Linked DNA regions of Sus scrofa: regions 2 and 3 are each linked to region 1. The links are chromatin contacts, called in public promoter capture Hi-C maps. All regions are on one chromosome and are shown on one strand. Each heading gives the region's core, a stretch centred on a gene start, on an enhancer-like site or on the middle of the called end of the contact. The rest is flanking DNA. Distances are from core to core; before and after follow the strand shown.

Region 1 (2,775 bases), core at 103-2,602:
TGCTCTTAACTATTCTGGGTCATGGGATGTTATCAATCCCAGAGAGAGGAATTGCCAAAGAAGAATTAGAAAATCATCATCAGATACAAATGCCAAAACTTCTACCAGGAAAAGCATTGTTCTGCATAGGATAATGTTTGTGCACACATCACTTTGACCCAGCATTAGACTACTTACAGTTAAAATTGAGAGACTGGGGTTTCAAAGGACTTTTTAAAACAGCATCATCCATCAAAAAGTTTTTTGTGAAAATGTGAGAACGTCAATATATTTCCTTGTCTACTGTCTTCCAGGAAGCATTTTTTCCATGTTAAGACAAGAATATCCTCAAGCGCAACTCCATAAGCAGATTCGAACTTTCTTGGATACCATAAATAAGCATTAAAAAGCCTTTATACCACACACACGCACAAAAAAAGTACAACGGTGGTTCGCAAAGGTGTAGTTAGTTCTGCTTGTTGGAGCGATCAGTGCAAGCATGGATTAGAAGGCGCTCCGAATGGAGTAAATGGGACCCGGCCGCGGCATCTCCAAGATGCAACAACAAAAGCATCCTCCTTCCTTCTCACACTTCCTCAGAAAGTGGCCCTATTCCCGGGAGCCAGCGGACCGCAGGAAAAGAGCCTGGCCTGCCTCACCTTATAGACGTCCCCGTAGGTGCCGCTGCCGACCCTCTGAACGAGCTCGTAGTCTTGCTGCGGGTTCCGCCTCAGGATGTCCGCGGCAGGCCGCAGAGGGGCCTCCATCTTCGTTCAGGGCCCGGCCCCCGCCGGCTGTGCCCGCGGCGCCCCGATTCCCGCTAACGAGGACGAGCGGCGCCGCTTCCCAACATGGAGCCTCTGCCCGCAGCTCCGCCTGCACGAGGGACGAGCAGAGGCTGCAACCCCGAGCGGCCCAGTCCCGTCCTTTCCGCCCCAGCGGGAGCCGCTACCAGCGGGCCTGGAAGGGGTCCCCAGCGCCCCGCCGCTGCCGTGTTCCGGCCGCGGCCCTTCCCCCTCCCTGACCGCCCGCGAACTGTCGGGCCGGATTCTGCCCGCCCGCCGGGGCCCGGGGCCGGCTCGGTACCTGAGGGGGGCGGCCCCGCTCTTTGTTGAGCGCCGCGCCCAGGACCTACTTCCCCGCCGGCGCCTGCGTCTTGATTCCCGGCGCCCGCCGGCCCTCCAAGTCCAGCTGTGCTGCCGCCGCTGCCTTTCGCTGCACCGCACGTCCTCTCGCGGGCGGCGGAGGCGCGTACCGTCGCCGCCGCCGCCGCACCACGTTCCCCACCCGGGGCTGCGTCACCGGGAGACACGTTCCCGGCCAGCGTGGGTCGGCGCCCAGCGTCCCGCCCGAGCGCGCCGGCCGCGAGACCAGAGTGCCGCCCTGAGGCCTGCTCGGGACACGACACTCTCCCGGCCGGGCCGCCGCGCCCCCCTGGCCCGGAGCGTCCTTTCCTGAGCCGGGCTCTGCTCCCCACTCTGGGGGTCACGGACGCCCCCGGGCATTCTTGGGCTGACGCGCCTCCGCTAAACCGCTCCCAGCTTTGTCAGGTAAACCTGGAGGGTGGCGGGTAGAGTAGTAGGGTGGGCACGAGGGCGATGGGAACGCAGCCCTCCCAGTTGAGAAAATGGTTCGTTGAGGGCACTGAGCCAGAAGTAATCTGGCAATGGGGCGCCCGGGAGGGAGGTGGGGGAGTGCCAGATTAACTAAGTCGCGGCACACCCAACTGCACCTTCCTGTTTTGCAAACCATTCCCAGTGGTACCAGTTTGAGGCTGCACTGCACACCTGCGCAACCTGTCTTCCACTAAGTTTTCCCAAGACATTTCCGAAAGTCGGAATTCCTAGGAAGTCTATGTGGTTCTTATCCCTGTTGGGCACACGCAGTGTCTCAGCGCAGGTATTGTTCCTTTAATTGGGTCGGGAGTTCTGCAGCAGCTGAAAATCAGGGACCACAACCTGGTTCTGACTCTACCACTTACTCAGTATGTGATCTGGGACAAAAAAGACATCCTATTTGGCAATATCTCCACATCCTTATCTGCAGCTTGAAGAGGGTAGGGTTTTGCATCCGACACCTGAGAAAGTGTTTATAAGGCATTTTACAAGATTGTAAAGGGCGTTATCAAATATAAAAGGCTTTTTAACATACTTCACAATGCACAGAATATGAAACAGGAGTTTAGGGAAGTAATTTGGCTGAATATTTCACAAGCTGTTTTGTAGTTTCACTTCCAGTCTTGTTCCAAGGTAGAAATAAGGTTGCCAGATTGATTTTGTTTGTAGAGCCCAATGAAGGTTTTGAACAAAAAAATTCAGCTAACACTTGACCAATCCATTTAGTGACTGAAAAATCACAAAAGAGCAAGTCACAGATGCTGGCCTGTAGCTTTGAACATCCAATTCATTCCATTCTCGGGCAATATATCCCTTATTGTTGATCATTGTAATCAGTTTGGTAATGTACAAATTAACTTCACACCTTAGCTGTACAGGGAATATATGTATTTTTTTGTGTTCCATGCACAAAGAGCACTTATTTAGGGAACATAAGTAAGCTCAGACTTACATGCTCTATGGACAAAGCCTATGTGTTTGCTGCATTGAAAAAATTGTTGAAGAACAGTTCCTTCTTTCAAAGCTTCTTGGCACTTGTTTTGGTGGGCAAATACTTTTGGCTTCAATGACTCAAAATCTTTTCAAATGTTCTATTGGTATCCTAGTACTTGTTTACTGTCATAGACTCTTTTTTTCCTCCTTTGACCATATAGGTATTGATCCTTTTTCTAGTCTGAAA
Region 2 (2,737 bases), core at 62-2,561, 630 kb after region 1:
TAGTTGATTTACAACCTTGAGGCTCTTAATTGAGAAGACCTGAAGAGGGAGAATCGAAACTTTTTTTGATCCTGTTATGTTTAAGCTCCCTATAAGATATCCAAGAGATGTCCAGCAAAGAGTTTAATGTTGTTAAAAAATGGAATCATTTGCTTCCCATGACAGCAAACAGAGATTTAAAGAAGAGGAATCTATACCGATAAAGCCCTTGCCAGTGCCCTTCCCCTCAAAAGTCCTAAAAAATAATCCTTTCTTTTCTCTCGCCAAGAACTCCTTTGCCTCACCCTTCTTCCTATAAAAGCCTTCCATTGTATAACCTCTTGGAGAGCCCTTCTAGTTGCCAGATGGAATGGTGCCTGACTTATGACAAATAGATCTTTAAATTTACTGGGTTGAATTTTGTTGTTGTTGTTTTTAAAACAAGATACAGGTCTGAAGTTCCCAGAAAGGTCAGGGCTGGAAATGACAGTCATATGCTTTTTAAAGCCAGAAGTGAGGTCACCTGGAGAAGTTTGAGATTAAGAGGAGGGGGGCCAGTACAGCATCCAGGGGCCAGTCAATGTCTGGAAATTAGTAGAGGAGAACCAGCCAAGACGTTTCAGAAAGAGCAGCTAGTGAGGAAGGAGGAAAAACAAACAAAAAAACAAATGAGGTACCACATAACCCATTTCAAGGAGGGTGTGGTGACAGAATGCTTGCTGGCAGTCAAGTAAGATGAATGTTAACATGCAAATTACTAATGTCCTAGAAAAGGCCTTTCAGGGAAGGGTGGGGATTGGGAGGAATCAGTCAATTGGATTGAGTTTAGGAGAGAATATGAAGTGAGGAGGTGTAAATGCAATTATTTTCATTTGACTGATTAATACCAAACTCAGTGCACATTTTGATTTGTATTTACAGATGCTTAAGGAAAAAATCTGAAATATCTGTTACAAGCAGCCTCTGTGTCTTGCTCCATTTTGAATTTCTGATCTATCCTCTCTGTAACTACTGCATTAAAAAAAAAACCCAAAACCAAAAAAAGAAAAAAAAAAGAGGGACAACATATACCCTAAAGTGCATAAAGTGCACTAAACTTTCTGACTCATACAAACATCCATTAACTGTCCTACAAAATTTTTCAAAAGGAAAAAAAAAAGAAAACCCTGACAGGCAGTTAGCCGGAAACTGCTTTAGCATAGACTTACCAATCGCCTTAAGTTAGTATAAACGCCAAACTTTTGGCGCCAAAATCCTGCCGCAGACTTTGAAGCTGTTCTCTCCGAAGTCCCACCCCACTTTCTACACCACGCCCTCCGCCTCTCTTCCGACACCATATTCGGGAAAAGCAGAAAGGAAGGGAATGCTTTTTTGTCATGCGCACTAGGGAATAGGCGCGCTCCTTCGCTGCTAAACCAACCCACTGAGACCTGGTCTCGTCATGCGCATTGAGAGTCCTCAAGGCGCGCGCGCGAGCCTCGCCGCGCTCATGCGCACGAGCAGATGAGCTCGCACGGACGGAAGTGAGGAGAGGTTACGCGAAGGTGGGGGCCGCAGCGCTTGCTGTGGGGAGGGCGAGCGGCGGACATGGCGCCCTCCGGGAGTCCTATGGTCCCCTTGGCGGTGTTGCTGCTGTTGCTGTGGGAGGCTCCCTGGACCCACGGGCGGCGGAGCGACGTGCGCATCATCACCGACGAGAACTGGAAAGAGTTGCTGGAAGGAGAGTGGATGATAGAATTGTGAGTGCGGGACGGTGGTCTGGGGGCCCTTCTGTGGGCCGGGGTACTGGATCCTAGTCTGGAGCCCCGACTTCATTCTCCTTCCTCTCCCGAGCGTCCTAGGCTCTTCGGCGCTGCGGCTCCGAGCCGCGGCACGGGAGCCCCCGACTGCTCGGAATCCCCTAACTCTTGGGATCTTCGGCTGCTTTCATCCCACCCCTTCGTTTGCGACCGGGTAATACTTTTAAGTTTTTTTTTCTGAAGTGTGCACCCTAGTTTGGTTGCTAGGGCTGCGGTGTATGTAGAGGCTGCTTTCAGCTTTGAATTCTCTCAACTTTTCTTCAAGGTTTTTGGGGATGGGGAGGTTAGTCTGACTAGTTGCTATACATTGATTTTCTTGTGAGTCTTACAGACTTCCAGAGTTATTTTTACCAAACTGCAGAAGAGGAAATTGAGTTGCAGCCTTTCCTCTCCTTTTGTCTAATTGTCCTTAAAAAGTAGTCCACTTAGAATGTTAGAATTTGAGGTCTTTTTAGTTTATTTTAAATTTTATGAATCGGGCGTGTGTGTGTGTTCGCTTTTCTTTTTGCCCACATCTCATTTTTCCTTTGGGTGTGTGTTTTTGCAAAGTACTGAATGTCCTAGGTTGTTACTCTTATGTCTCTCTAAGTGGTATTGCATTTAAAAAAGAAAATTAATTGTGAGTGATTATAAACTCTTAAAAGAGTGTCAGGTCGTCATTTATTGTTTGAATAAAATCATGTGTCTGGTGATTCCATTATGATCATGTCCCTTATGCATTGGTAGGTAGTAAACTATCTGCCTTTGCTTTAGTCACTAAATTGGTAATGGTGGTGACAGTATTATTGATACTAATGGTATTAGTGATATTAGTGAAAAACACCATTATTGAGTGTTAACTGTGTACTAGACACCTGTAAACACGTCATATGCCTTGTCATACTTAAATTCTTTACAAATTCTACAAGATACTTGTTATTTCCTACACTTTACAGGTAGGAAAAGCTGTACCTAAAAAG
Region 3 (2,998 bases), core at 495-2,994, 820 kb before region 1:
AGACCAAGGTCTAAGAAAAGGTTGTCTAGAAAAACCTATGGAAACATTGTACGTCTCTGCTGTCCAATGGGGTGGTCACTAACCACATGTAGCTAGTATAACTGAGAAACTGCATTTTTAATGTAAATAGCTATATGTGGCTAGTATGCCCTACTGGACCATACCCTTGCAAAAAGTCAGCTCTTTTTACCCCTTCAGCTTGGATCCTCTACTCCACCCAGTCTGCTATACACAGGCCTACCTTATCTTTTCCATGTACTTTTTTCAAAATCTGATTGAGACTTTCCCCAGCAGCTCAATCATAATCATTTACTCACCCAACAGATATGAAATTGATGTGAAAAGTATCAGTTTTTTCCCTGCCTTATGATTTATCTCCATAACCTAGTTATAAAATTTGAGGTGGGACTCCTATCTTTATATATAAATCAACATTCCAAGTCTTATGGAACTAAATTTAAATGAGAATTTGAAATGAACCTTAATTCTGTAACTTCCTTAATTTAGAACCAAAATAAGCACAAGATCCTATTTATATTTTAAAAATACAAAAGATTTCAGTAAGGTATCACTGTATTTATTCTCATACAGGCATTTTTTTTCCCCCTATGGCTTCAACACCTTCCTCTCAAATATAGAATAAAAAAAATTCTCAAGGCTTAGAACTGGATCACTTGGCCCTTTCTCTTCTTATCTCCTCCAAGTTCAAAATGCTTGCATCTCTTAATTGCCAGCATCCTCTTGGATCTGCAGTTGGGCTCAACACATTCAAGCCTCAGCACAATCTTCTTTGTGGTTTTAGCCTTCTTCCGGAAAATTGGCTTTGTTTGCCCGCCATAGCCACTCTGTTTCCGATCATAGCGCCTCTTTCCCTGGGCATAGAGGGAATCCTTGCCCTTCTTATACTGGGTCACTTTGTGAGGCTGATGTTTTCCACACTTCTTACAGAAAGTCCTTCGGGTTTTAGGTACGTTGACCATCTTTGCAACAGGGGTGTTTTCACGATGAATACTGTGGTAAAATATTTAAAATACAGCAACAGACGTTAAACATTTTGAAATTTTAAGTTTTGTAAATATGGAAATAGTAACATTACAGAAATCATTAACGTATAAATGCACCAAATACGCATTTTCCACACGAATAAATATATATATGTGCACAACTCTTTAGAAGGCTAATCATCGGAGCAGTGATAAAATGAGGCTCACTAAAATAAGGGCCAGAGCAGCAGCATAAGGATGCCCTATACAGTCAGGTCCCCCTACTGACTCTAAGTTCCAAAGTGGGTTCCTTTGGTCCTTAATTTACCGTGGTTACCCAACAACTAAAGCGTGGTCGTGTGATAATCTACTCTCCTTCGGAAGAGTGGGAGAGTGAGCGCGAGAGCCAGTCTGGCTCCGGGTGCGGTGTAGCTGGTGCCAAGGCCGAGCCCGGCCCTTCTCTGAGGACCGCAGCAACGTGGTTTGACTTCTCCCTCCGAAACACGGTCTCCCTTCAGCGGCCCCGAAGGCTGACGTGTCCTTAACAAGTGCCTCCCGGCCCGGCAGCCGCCATGCGGGAGCCCCTTCCCGGAAGGGAGAAGCCCGTTCTTGAAATCCCCCAAGGCGGCGGGCCTCGCCCTCCCTCTCCTACCAGGGTTCGCCCGGCCACCCCGGGATCCTGAGCTTCGGGGGCTCCAGTCGAGACCGCTACCACTCCGCGTGTAGCTTACCAGTAAAACCGATGTCCACGTTCCGGGTCTCGCTCTGCTCTAGCCTCACCGGAAAAGGAGGATCGGGACGGAAGCAGGAACTGAGCCTGAGCGACAGCGCCGCGGCCCAATAAGAGGCGGGCAGCGACGCCCGGTCGTCTCCCGACGCGTCGGGGAAGCGCCAACCGACGGCCCGAGGGGCGGGCCGGAGGGGTGTGGGCCCGGGGGCCGCGGAGCTCCGCGAGCCAGTTGCTGGTTGTCAGGACAGTCTCCGCGGGAGTGGGACGAGGTTGCGTCCCTCGGTCCGGGACGTCCGGTGCCTGCGTAAGGATGAAAGCCCAGAGGACGCAGGGCCGCTGGAAGCGCAGGTAACGGAGCCGGGGTGCGGTGGGGCCGCGGCGGGCTTCTCGGACCCGTGCCGGATGGAGAGGACCGAGGCGACGCTGAGTCGCGGCTCCTAGCGGCGGGACAGCCTGAGCTGCAGCTGCCAGGCGAGGATGTGTGGAGCCCGGGCGGCACAGGGGAGCTGAGCGCCTTCGGGCCCCAGGACCCCCGGGGCCAGGGATGAGTTAGCGAGGGCAGCCGCGGAGGCCCATTCCGATCGCTGCAGGCCACGGCCGCCGCCCGCCCGCCCTTTCCGTGCGGGATCCGCTAGCTCCTTTACGCGCCTGCCCGCGCTCCCGGCCCCGGAGACCATGAGGTTCCGCATCTACAAGCGGAAGGTGCTGATCTTGACGTTCGTGGTGGCCGCCTGCGGCTTCGTCCTCTGGAGCAGCAATGGGCGACAAAGGAAGAATGAGGCCCTCGCCCCGCCGCTGCTGGACGCCGAGCCCGTGCGGGGTGCGGGCGCCCGGGCCGGGGACCATCCTGCCATATCCGTGGGCATCCGCCGGGGCTCCAACGATTCGGCGGCTCCGCTGGTCGCGGCAGCCCCGCAGCCCGAGGTGGACAACCTGACGCTGCGGTACCGGTCCCTAGTGTACCAACTGAACTTTGACCAGACGTTGAGGAATGTGGATAAGGTCAGCTCCTGGGTCCCCCGCGAGCTTGTGCTGGTGGTCCAGGTGCACAACCGGGCCGAATACCTCAAACTGCTCCTGGACTCACTTCGGAAAGCCCAGGGAATCGACAACGTCCTCGTCATCTTTAGCCATGACTTCTGGTCGACTGAGATTAATCAGCTGATCGCTGGGGTGGATTTCTGTCCGGTTCTGCAGGTGTTCTTTCCTTTCAGCATTCAGTTGTACCCTAACGAGTTTCCGGGTACTGACCCCAGAGATTGCCCTAGAGACCTGGAGAAGAATG

Evidence for each region. Promoter capture Hi-C pulls out the DNA fragments that hold promoters and counts their contacts.
Region 2: a promoter capture Hi-C map of fetal liver shows a contact between it and region 1, with 4 times the contacts expected there. The contact joins the promoter of TMX1 here to the promoter of MAP4K5 in region 1. A contact is called at or near these places in 1 of 5 promoter capture datasets (fetal liver) and 1 of 47 Hi-C or Micro-C datasets (fetal skeletal muscle).
Region 3: a contact with region 1 is called in a promoter capture Hi-C map of fetal liver, with 4 times the contacts expected there. The contact joins the promoter of RPL36AL here to the promoter of MAP4K5 in region 1. A contact is called at or near these places in 1 of 5 promoter capture datasets (fetal liver) and 1 of 2 datasets of contacts at active chromatin or transcription factors (skeletal muscle).

The regions. Positions count from the first base shown.
Region 1 is chr1:180,298,139-180,300,913 of Sscrofa11.1, forward strand. MAP4K5 (mitogen-activated protein kinase kinase kinase kinase 5) reads right to left here and starts at 1,353. Exons shown (of 33, transcript XM_021101533.1): 1 at 1,066-1,353; 2 at 639-855. The coding sequence starts at 746. ATL1 (atlastin-1) reads left to right here and starts at 1,296. Exons shown (of 15, transcript XM_021101558.1): 1 at 1,296-1,529.
Region 2 is chr1:180,932,367-180,935,103 of Sscrofa11.1, forward strand. TMX1 (thioredoxin-related transmembrane protein 1) reads left to right here and starts at 1,312. Exons shown (of 8, transcript XM_001928249.4): 1 at 1,312-1,718. The coding sequence starts at 1,567.
Region 3 is chr1:179,476,076-179,479,073 of Sscrofa11.1, forward strand. RPL36AL (ribosomal protein L36a like) reads right to left here and starts at 1,745. Exons shown (of 2, transcript NM_213917.1): 1 at 1,715-1,745; 2 at 563-1,011. The coding sequence starts at 980. The coding sequence ends at 660. It overlaps MGAT2 (mannosyl (alpha-1,6-)-glycoprotein beta-1,2-N-acetylglucosaminyltransferase), which reads left to right and starts at 2,389. Exons shown (of 1, transcript NM_001128482.1): 1 at 2,389-2,998. The coding sequence starts at 2,389.